3 separate regions of the Gossypium hirsutum genome follow, and regions 2 and 3 are each linked to region 1. A link is a contact called in public Hi-C data. All regions are on one chromosome and are shown on one strand. The core of a region is the stretch at or near the end of the contact, and the rest is flanking DNA. Distances in the headings are between cores, read along the strand shown. Region 1 holds the start of LOC107951113 (putative DUF21 domain-containing protein At3g13070, chloroplastic). Region 2 has its middle 19 kb from the start of LOC107952266. Region 3 holds the start of LOC107951411 (aspartyl protease AED3).

The links. A called contact is a pair of places that touch in the nucleus more often than the background predicts.
Region 2: a contact with region 1 is called in a Hi-C map of leaf, with 2.2 times the contacts expected there. The contact joins the enhancer-like site here to the promoter of LOC107951113 in region 1. A contact is called at or near these places in 3 of 34 Hi-C or Micro-C datasets (hypocotyl, leaf and seedling).
Region 3: a contact with region 1 is called in a Hi-C map of leaf, with 2.5 times the contacts expected there. The contact joins the promoter of LOC107951411 here to the promoter of LOC107951113 in region 1. A contact is called at or near these places in 2 of 34 Hi-C or Micro-C datasets (leaf and petal).

The regions. Positions count from the first base shown.
Region 1 is chrA02:17,766,475-17,770,033 of Gossypium_hirsutum_v2.1, reverse strand. LOC107951113 (putative DUF21 domain-containing protein At3g13070, chloroplastic) reads left to right here and starts at 1,522. Exons shown (of 2, transcript XM_016886046.2): 1 at 1,522-2,501. The coding sequence starts at 2,232.
Region 2 is chrA02:18,211,922-18,215,480 of Gossypium_hirsutum_v2.1, reverse strand. No RefSeq gene overlaps it. Among protein-coding and RNA genes, the nearest start is that of LOC107952266, 19 kb to the right of the region's middle. Within about 2 kb of position 1,815, at least 2 of the 9 cell types and tissues checked have an H3K27ac peak or open chromatin away from gene starts, as enhancers often do. A contact at or near this core is called in leaf, where this site is marked.
Region 3 is chrA02:18,083,603-18,087,161 of Gossypium_hirsutum_v2.1, reverse strand. It overlaps LOC107951411 (aspartyl protease AED3), which reads left to right and starts at 1,995. Exons shown (of 1, transcript XM_016886462.2): 1 at 1,995-3,559. The coding sequence starts at 2,060. The coding sequence ends at 3,442.

The sequences.
Region 1 (3,559 bases), core at 273-2,772:
GGCATCAAAGCTGCAGTAATTCTGATGGTCGGTGACAAAATTACGACGAGGTTGCAAAAGGACATGGGGCTTATGCAATAGGATCTTTCTCAATTGCAAATCAACCTAGCAAAGGTTGATGCTCGAATAGACTCTCGTCTCAAGGAGTTTCATGAGGAGATAAAAGGGGACATTCGAGCCGAGCTTCAAAATGTTTTTGAGCAGTACATAGGGCATGTGCCAACAACTGCTCATGGTTCATCTGCAGACAAAGGTAAAGGGATACTTCGTGATACACCTCAACAATTTCCACCAAATTAATACCTATTGTTATCTCCTATGGTTGAATCTGGCCATTTGGGCGAGGGTTAGTACGTTGGACTCAGCGGGAAGAAATTTCAAGTTTGAGTGCCCACGTTTTGATGGTAGGGATTTCAGAGGATTGTAGTCTAGCTAGAACAGTTAAATTGTTATTCCATGAATCTAGAGATCGTAAAAGTTCAAAATACCAATGTCGAAAGGCTCAAAGGATTAAATGGAAACAATTACAGACGATTGAAGACTTATTCCCAATTGACAATAGCAAAAATTGCATATTAGCTATCTACTCCATATTGGAGTGATACATCACAAATGGACTTAAAAGACTGTATTCCTAAATGACGAGTTGGATGAAGGAATCTATATTGATCAACTCGAAAATTACTGAATTCTTAGTCAAAAGAATAAGGAACGTAAACTACATAAATTTCTTTATAATCTTAACAAAACTTGTAGCTTATAATCAAATAAGTGAAAAAAACATTATGCATACTTTTGATGAGCTTGCCTAAGCAAGCAGAAAAGTCAAATGCTACTTCTTATGGGTTAACTAATAAAATCCTAAAGTACTCACTATATACAAGATGCAGCGCATAGCCTTCTAATGCATTATCTTTCAGATATAAGACTAACTTTGTGGTGAGAAAATATTACTTTACGTTTTACTTTCATTTTAAAAGTTGTAGTCTTGGCTATTTTACTATATATCAATCTATTTTATTATATATCAATTAAAGAACGAGACATAACCTAGAGTTTTATTTGAAATAAGTAAAGAATTGTTATATATAATATACAGTGTATTTTCAAATAAATAACTTACCTAAAAAATGTGCAGAGACAATTGTATTGTTCAGTTGTTTAGAGCACTCATGTGATAAGCAGGAAGCCTTGAGTTCGACTTTCAATAAGAATAAAAATATTCATTTTTTTAACAAAATATATAGCATATACAATAAAAATATATTATTCATATGTGAAAGGGAAAGAGAGATTATACCATTATTTCAAATGACATCAATTTTTTAAATTATTTATTAGACATTTCCTTTTTAGCCAAATACATATAAGGGTTTGGTGATAACAAATTTGAATAACCATATCTACTTCATAAACTTCCAAACATTAACAGCATGTTTGGTTGGCTGTATTATCTATGCATTACAGCTCAATTCAGTGGACCCATTATTAAACTATTGCTTGGTTGGGTGTAATAAGCTTTTACAGCTCTATTCCATACAGGCTTATTCAGGGCAAAAATGCTGTTTAGCATTCGGTGATCTCCCCACAAAATGACGATTCAGGAAATGGGTGGGTAAGAAATTAGTTAAAGCTTTCAATTTTACCCTCACCATTATCCTTTCTTTCACGCGTCTGAAATATTTTCCTTTCTTTTTCATGCTTCTTCCTTCCACTGTAATATCAACAAATTCCCAATTTATCAATTTAAACCTTTTTTTTATCCCATTTCCTCCGAACCCAGTCTGTATTTTCTCTTCTTATTCAACTCTTTCTCTCTTCAATATATTGCCATCCCACTTGCAGCTAACTAGAATCATTCCTTCACCAAACGACTCTTCCTTTGAAACCTGAAAATCCCTTCTTCTTCTTTTTGGCTTAAACAAGTTTCGATCTTCTTTTTTTTTTTTAATTATTGATTTATTCTTATTGATAAAAATGGCACTTGAATCCTCAATTTTCAGTCGACCTATTTTTATTTATTCAACAAATTCCTCATCTTTCATGTTTTTTAATCGAAATTTGAAGAACCAATCAAAGTTTTTACCTAAAACCAATCACTACCCAGCTCCTGTTATATCCACCTGTTCAAACCCCCAAGCTTTCAAAGCTTTTGGATTCCCTAAAAATGGTAGTTTTGGTCACGTGGGATCGTTGAAGGAAGAAAATAAAGGTGTGAGGAATGATAAAAAATGGTTTTGGTGAAAAGGGGTATTTTGGTGGCAATGGTTTGTGATGTATTGGTGTTTGGATGCAAAAGAGTTTTTCCTGTAGACGGAGTGGCTAATGCTGGTTATGGAGTTATTGGGCAGTGCATATTGTTGTTGAGGAATGCTTGGCCTAAGGCATCTATGATTCTTAAAGTGTTTAAGGAACAAGATCTGGTTTTGACAATTTTTTTGGGTCTTTCAGCTTTCTTCTCGATGGCAGAGACTGCTATAACTACATTATGGCCTTGGAAGGTAATGATTTCTTTGACCCTAGGTTTGATAGCTTTTATACTTATAAATGCATATTTGTTGTTATGGAAATTAACATGAATAGGATATGGATTGTTGCAAGTTGAAAAGAATGTAGATGCTTTAGTCAGTTTATAAATACCATCTTATGTTACCAACTCTTTATGCCTGTGTTTGACACATATATGGACACAAATATGTAGTATCATTGTTCAAATATATGGAAAAACTTCGAAAAAAATGAGTATACCTATACTCATATCCAATGCTCACTTATCTTAGTATTATAGATTTTGTCTTTTGATTTTCATTTTTGTGACTGTTATGCAGATTCCTTGTTGATTTGAGATATCTGGCTTAAGTTAATATAAGATTAAATTTTGGTTTGCCATGTGAACATTCTATATGAACTCCATTGCTTATTATTAGTTTATCATGGTTGAATTTGGATGATAATCATCTCTTCTAGATATGAGCTTAATCATTGTAACTTATAAAAGGAAGCAAACTGTTAATGGTGAGAAACAAAGGAAGAAAGATAGATGGAACCACCTTAGAGTGAAAAGGGAGAAGAAAGGTGAGTGAAAGAAGGAAAACAAAGAAAAAGAATAATAGAGAAAAATAATTTATAGAATAAGCCAGAGAACAACTTAAAAGTATTTACTATTTCAACTATTAAATCTAAGTCTACATTGATTAAGTAGTATTGCATTTTGGTCAAACCATTAGGCAAGCCTTTTGAAGTAGTATCGATTAAGTAGTATTGCATTTTGATTAAGTAGTATTGTATTTTTGGATGGTTTATGTGATGAAGAAGCTATATTAGAACTGGATTGTAGAACTGTATTTTTTGATGGTTTACATTAGATTCATGCTTGAGACATCTTATGGAGGTCAAGGATCAAAGTCCCATAATGTTTGAGTTCAGTTAGGTTTTCATTTCAATTTCCTTTTTTATAGAACTTGTCTGGAGGTAGCATGGAATTTATTCTTTGATTTCTTTTTCCCCTTGCTGCTCAGAGTCATCTGTGACTACATTTTGTTTTATTTTGTTGTTGGCA
Region 2 (3,559 bases), core at 566-3,065, 450 kb before region 1:
GGACATAAAACTCTTTACATGGCATGAAAATCTTGAGATGAAATGATAATGACTTGAAAGAATATTCCTTGATGAGCTCATCTATGTTACTTGATTGATATGAAGATTTTGGTAACTTACATGTTTGATTGAATGCATGCATTTAGGCAATTTAGCCAAATGGATGGAAACATAACATTGTATGCCTAGATTTAATAAACAAGATTGGTAAGTTTAGTTTCCGTTAAACAAACTTACTAAGCATGTAATGCTTACTCCATTTTATTTTCCCCCTGTTTTATAGTGCTCGGAAGCTCGTGAAGGTTGGAAGATCATTGGAGCATCGTCACACTATCAACTAGTCATCTTGGATATACTTAGTAAAATCATTTTGGTATAATGGCATGTATAAGACAACTTAGCCAATAGTGGCTTGAAATGTTATTTTGTAACCTAGCCACTGGAATGGCTAGTAATGGTTCATTTTGGTATGACTAGGTAGATTATTATGATATATATATACACATGTGTTATGTTAAGAATATGTGATAAATGTTGTGAATGCCTAAGTTAAACTAAGGTAAGGTTGTGATCATGTATGCTTGTAGTGATATGCCTTGTGAATGATAAGATTTGCTCAAGTTGAATGCTTAGATTGGTTGGTATTGAATGTGTGTTTCAAGTGCAGGTCTTGGGTGAAATTTTGGGTTAGAAACGAAGCTAGAAATGGCTTCATTTTGTCCACACAGGCTGACACACGGGCGTGTGTCTAGACCGTGTGTGACACACGGCCTGGTAACATAGGCATATGGTTAGGCCGTGTGTCCCCTGCACCTTAAGTTTGAGAAACAGAATGCTCAGAATTAAGCACACGAGCAAAGACATGGGCGCGTGTCTCAGTCGTGTGTGCCACACGGCCTAGAACACGGGCATGTGTATTGGCCATGTGAAACCTGCACCTAATTTCGAATTGAATTAATTAACCACACGGCCTAGCATAGGGGCGTGTGACATGGCCGTGTGCACAAGTTAGAGAGTTACATGGGGTCGAACACGGCCTCTAACACGGGCGTGTCCCAGGGTCAAACAGGCGTGTCCCTTAGACCACATGGGCGTGTGAGCCCTGCACCTTGGAAAAATTTTGAAAAGTCGCAAAAAATTCTTAAAGTTCTCGATTAAGTCCCTACTCGATTCTAATGCACGTATTGGGCTTTGAAGGCCCAATTAAGGGACGTTATGAATGTTCTCGAATAATGAATAGTAACTTACATGAATTATTTGTAAAATGTTTTGAATGTTCCGGTAATACTCCTAAACGCTGTTCCGACGACGGATACGAGTTAGAAGTATTACACTGCTACTGTATTATATTACATTATCATTATTACTGACATATTAATACTAATATAAGATTTTCTTACAACCATAACTATAATTTGATTTAAAAGCCTAATACAATCATAAAAAGTTTGATTTTTTTTATGAAGAGGTTGTTTTAAAATTAAATTAAATTAAATTAAATCAATTGATATAATTGATTATAAGTTTATAGAAAACGAATTAGGATAGTAAAATAATATTTACTAAAAGTAATACAAATTATATATGTATTTGTGCTATAAGCAATAAAATATATGTTTGAAATTTTTTTATTAGAGCTAACATCGTTATCTTTTATAAAAAAATTAAGAAAAAAATATAAAAAGATTTCCTAAAAGAAGCTGGGGAATTTATACTAGTTGAGTATAAAAGAGAATAGGAGGCCCATATTGGGAGGAAACCGAATCTAGGAGTGGTGAACTTAATTGGGTTAGATAAAACGAGTTTATCCTTAGCCATAGGGCTTCACATTTCAGTCTTCTCTGTCCGTGGCTGATTTGCTTGTACTAGAGTGGGCTTTTAGTAAGGGACGAAGTCTGGAATTTTTTTAGGGTTAAAATCAAATTTAATTTTTACTATAATAAAAATATAATTTTATTATTTTAATAATTTATATTTTTATAGTTTTTAAAAAAATTAAATTAATTTTTTTTATAAATTTTAGGATGTCAAAATGTAATTTTTTTATTAATTTAAATTTTTAAAGGGTTTTAAATAAAAAATTTTTATTTTAGGAGGACTGAATCCTACCAACCCCTAATTACACCCCTTTTTTTTTTACTTTTTCTCACAACTTTTATTTTCTTCCATTGTAAATTCCCTGCGGATTGGCTTTCATTCAAAGTCCTTGTATCAGCTATTACTTATATTCTATGTTGCTCAATCCTTCAATTTTGTTGAACTACTCATTACCATACTCGTGTATATGGGAATGTTATCTTTCAAACCTAGCCATACCCATACCCATACCCGCATCTGAGTCAGAATAATGTAACTCTATGTCATGTTCTGTTTATAATAATAACCTTAAAAAGCCATATTGTATTTAACTTTCCTTCCCAGCTGTTTCTTGCCCTTTTGGGTTTATTTCCTTGTATGTTTTTAACTAATAAGGAATGAGGCATGATGTTTTGAGGTACAATATTGTATTTGATTTACCTTATGTTGTTGTGTTGTTATTTTGGCCAAACGATATGTTGTTTGAAGTTCTAAGAAAATACCAAGTGGTTAGAAAAAGTTGAAAGGTTTTTTTTTTTAATATTTAGAATGAATTCAAATTTTCAAGTTATTAAAATGATACAATTTTCTTTAAATATTATTAATTAAGATTATTCTTAAATTATAAAATGAATAAAGATTATAAAAAATTATTTTTATGAACATGAACCTTCGTATTTTTGAATATTTATAAACATTATCTCTAGAATGGAAGGAAAGAAAAGAAAAGAAAAAGTTAGATTCCTTGTGGCAAATATATTAGTTACAAAAGATTATTATATACTTTATGTTATTTTCTTATATTTTCGTCTATTCGTGCGTAGTACGAATTTTTTAATTTTTAATTTTAATTATTTTTCATATTATATTTATATCGTATAACCGTATAGTTATTAAATCTAACCATACGTAAAATGAATATCAACGAAAAGGTTAAATGGGTCTGAGTGAAGTATCATGAAATTCGTGAAGCCAGTAAGGATATAAGATAAGATGGTTGTGAAGCAGCTAAGAAAAAATAATGGAGAATCCAAGAAAATGTTACTTTTGAAATTTGACTCGTCGTGTACAAATACAATTGCATTGACGTTTGTGGATCATCCGAGCATTACATCAAATTAGTAGATTTTTTTCTGACTTATTATTGATTAGTGTTTTTATATTAATATTGAAAATTAGTAAATTTTCTCTTGTATATTAATTTAAAATTATGTTACATTATTACTTAAATTAAAGACATATAATTTTTTGTTGATGTATAGTGTTATATCATTGCATGAATCAAAATTTAGAAAAAAAAATACTAATTTCTTAATTAAACATAAACAAAAAAATTCAGGGACTACTTGAAGAAAAGTTACGAAACTTAGGGACTAAATGTGTTTTATCCCTAGATTTAATATAAAGCCTTTTTGGTTGTTGTACTAGTTTCTAAGTTTGGTAAGAGTACTATTTTTCATCACATTTCATTACTTGAGTTAGA
Region 3 (3,559 bases), core at 746-3,245, 320 kb before region 1:
TACAAAAATGAAGTTACGAAATTGTATTTTTTAAAACCACTAGGAATCAAGTCATTATAATAACAAATATGAAAATAACAATATTTTGTTTGAAAAAAAAAATTATATTGAAATTTTTAAATTTGTTGGCTTTTGCTTGTATAAACGTCGTTAATTTGTATTAGCCCTAACGGAATGTCATGGTTTTGTTTTCCATTTTATTTAACAAAGATACATGCTGGTGTATTTTTTTAATTTTCTTTTATATACGAGTTATATAGACTCGACTTCGCCAAGAAAATATATTTTCGAAAAGATCAAGTTATTTACAAGCAGATGTATTTTTTTAACCTTACTTTTTAGATATTTCTATATGTTTAAATTATTGCTTTCAAAATATCAAATTAACCTTTAAATTTAAACAGATAATTCTATGATTGCAAAAATTCAATTTAAATTAATATATTTAAAAGGTTTTTGTCCCGGAGTGAATTAAAAAGATAGATATGACAAAGGGTTAAAACGAAAGATAAAGAGAAATTATTTTGTGAGGATATGTGGGAAAGCTTCTTGCTCTTTGTTGGCTAATAATTAAGGATAACAAAATAGCAAGAAGCAGTAATGCTCTGAATAGGAGAATCCCGTGACCTTGCTGGTGGGGACTGAGGAGCCCTTCCAATTGAGGAATTAAGTGGAAAACCTACTGTTTTTCAAACTCAGTCACTCAACTGAGTTCAGAAAATTAAGATTTTATTTTAGTAGATAATAATAGATTAAGAACATTATCAATAAATATTGCATGCAATAGTAAAATATATTATATTCTTAATAGGAGGATTTAAGTTTAAATTTTAAAAATATTATTATCAGTAAGAATAACCATGAAAATTGAAAGAATTAATTTATATGAACTATAAACAGATATAAAGAATACACTGATTTCATAATTTTTTTTCGCTTTTATTTAAAAAATAAATTTAAAAAATGCAAATCTGGTATTACTGCTAATGAATTGAATTTCAATATACAGAAAAAGAAATTGGTTGACATAGTAAGTTTAATTTATATTTAAAATAATAGATGTAGATCTAAAATAATATTAAGTACTGAATATATAGATGAGATGCTGGCAGGCAGAAGAGCTATTTGCAATGGAATCTACAAGAATAGATGAGATGAGATGAGATTGAAATTGAAATTGCGATCTTAATCTTAGATAGAGATGATGATGGTGGGGCCACCGTTGAGTCGAGAAAAGGAAAGCCTAAATTGAGCCCGTGACCGACCGCATCTCATTATCTCATGAAAAAATTTGTAAAAACATAGGTTGGGACAAAACACCCGCATGAGGCATTCACGAGCTCAACTTCTCATCTCTTTTTTATTCTATTTATACCCCTCCATTTACCCCCTGAATTTCATTTCTATCACTCACCCAGTCTTAGTTTTTATAACTTCATTAATATGGGATCATGTTTATATTATACATTAAGGATAAAGCAAATAATCTAAAATTTGGTAAAACTATTGCTAGAATAATACTTGTTATTGACTCAATTTGATAGGATTGAGATTATGGTGAATAAGAAGGGCGAACGTTTGAAGGTGGACAAAACATGGCTAATGCTTGCATTATATTTTCTTCTTTCTAAGCTTTCTTTAACGGTAAAATTATTATAGAAGTCAAGTTACATTTTATTCCTTTTACTAAAAAAATTAAATTAATTCTTATTCATTAATTCAAAATGCAAACTATCCCTTTGTTAAAACTAGTATTGAAGTCAAGTTACATTTCACTCCTTTTTATCTCTCTTTTATCCTGTTGGGATTGCTTTCAATTCTTTGTCATTTTGCCTCAGTTTCCCGTTTCTTCAACTTGGGGGACCTTTTTAAACAATTATCATATATCATTGCCCATAGTGACATAATTTTTGCGGCCTATTTTCAGCATTATGATTGGCCCATTTTGGACCAACCTAATGATACTCGTACAATGACCAAATGTATAAAAAAAAATCTTAATTTAAATTCCTGAAATAATTAGAAAGGTTATTTCAGTAATTCGAAGCGCACTATTTGCATGTATAAAAATCCTCTTGCCTTCTCAATTCTGAGGAACCAAAACTCAATCCTTCGAAATCGTAGCTTTGGAAGCATGGACTTCATAGCTACTATCCTGTTTCTAGCTCTTGTCATCTCCTCCGCCAAAGCTTTAGACCCTTGCGGCTCTCAGCCAGATGACTCGGACCTTTTGGTCATCCCAATCTATGGCAAATGTTCACCATTCAACCCACCCAAACCTGACTCATGGTTCAACACAGTCATGAACATGGCATCAAAAGACCCAGCAAGGGTCAAGTACTTGTCGAGCCTTCTAGCCCAAAAGACCACTGCGGTTCCCATTGCTTCAGGCCAACAAGTCCTAAATATTGGCAACTATGTCGTCCGGGTAAAGATTGGCACTCCGGGTCAGCTCATGTTCATGGTATTGGACACTAGCAATGATGTGGCTTGGGTCCCATGCTCCGGCTGCACCAGGTGCTCAGCCACCACTTTCTCACCCAACACTTCTTCCACCTATGGTTCGTTGGATTGCGGTTTGCCCCAATGCGCCCAGGTCCATGGGCTGTCGTGCCCGGCTACGGGGTCTGCGGCTTGCTCTTTTAACCAATCCTACGGTGGAGATTCATCATTTTCGGCCAACTTGGTTCGAGATTCCTTAGGATTAGCCAATGACATTGTCCCAGATTTTGCTTTTGGATGTATAAACGCCATCTCTGGTGGGTCAGTACCACCGCAAGGACTGTTGGGTTTGGGTCGGGGGCCCATGTCACTTATTTCACAATCTGGGGCCCTCTACTCTGGTGTTTTCTCATATTGTCTACCCAGTTTCAAGTCCTACTACTTTTCGGGTTCTCTCAAACTCGGGCCAGTTGGACAACCCAAGAACATTCGAACCACCCCACTCCTAAAAAGCCCACACCGACCTTCACTTTACTATGTTAACCTAACCGGAATAAGTGTAGGCCGGGTTCAAGTCCCCATTGCCCCGGAATACCTAGCGTTTAACCCCAACACCGGGGCAGGGACCATAATAGATTCGGGTACGGTTGTAACCCGATTCGTCCAGCCCATTTACAAGGCAATCCGAGATGAGTTTGTGAAGCATGTGAAAGGTCCATTTACAACAATTGGAGTATTTGATACATGCTTTGATGCTACAGCAGAAGCTGAGGCACCTTTAATAACATTACATTTCGAAGGCTTGTCGATGACATTGCCAATGGAAAACAGCTTCTTGCACACCAGTGCCGGGTCTCGGGCATGCTTGGCCATAGCACCGGTCCCCAACAATGTGAACGCCGCCATGAATGTGATAGCCAATTTGCAGCAGCAGAATCATAGGATTCTCTTTGATGTGATCAATTCTCGCTTGGGAATTGCTCGTGAAGCTTGCAATTAGTTTCTTATTGGCTTTATTTTGTTTTGTTTGTTCTTTGTTTGCTTTCTTGTCTTTATGCGTAAGCTCTCTTTTTAGTGTTTTTATATGATGAAAAATAGGTTTAGTTAATAAACATCA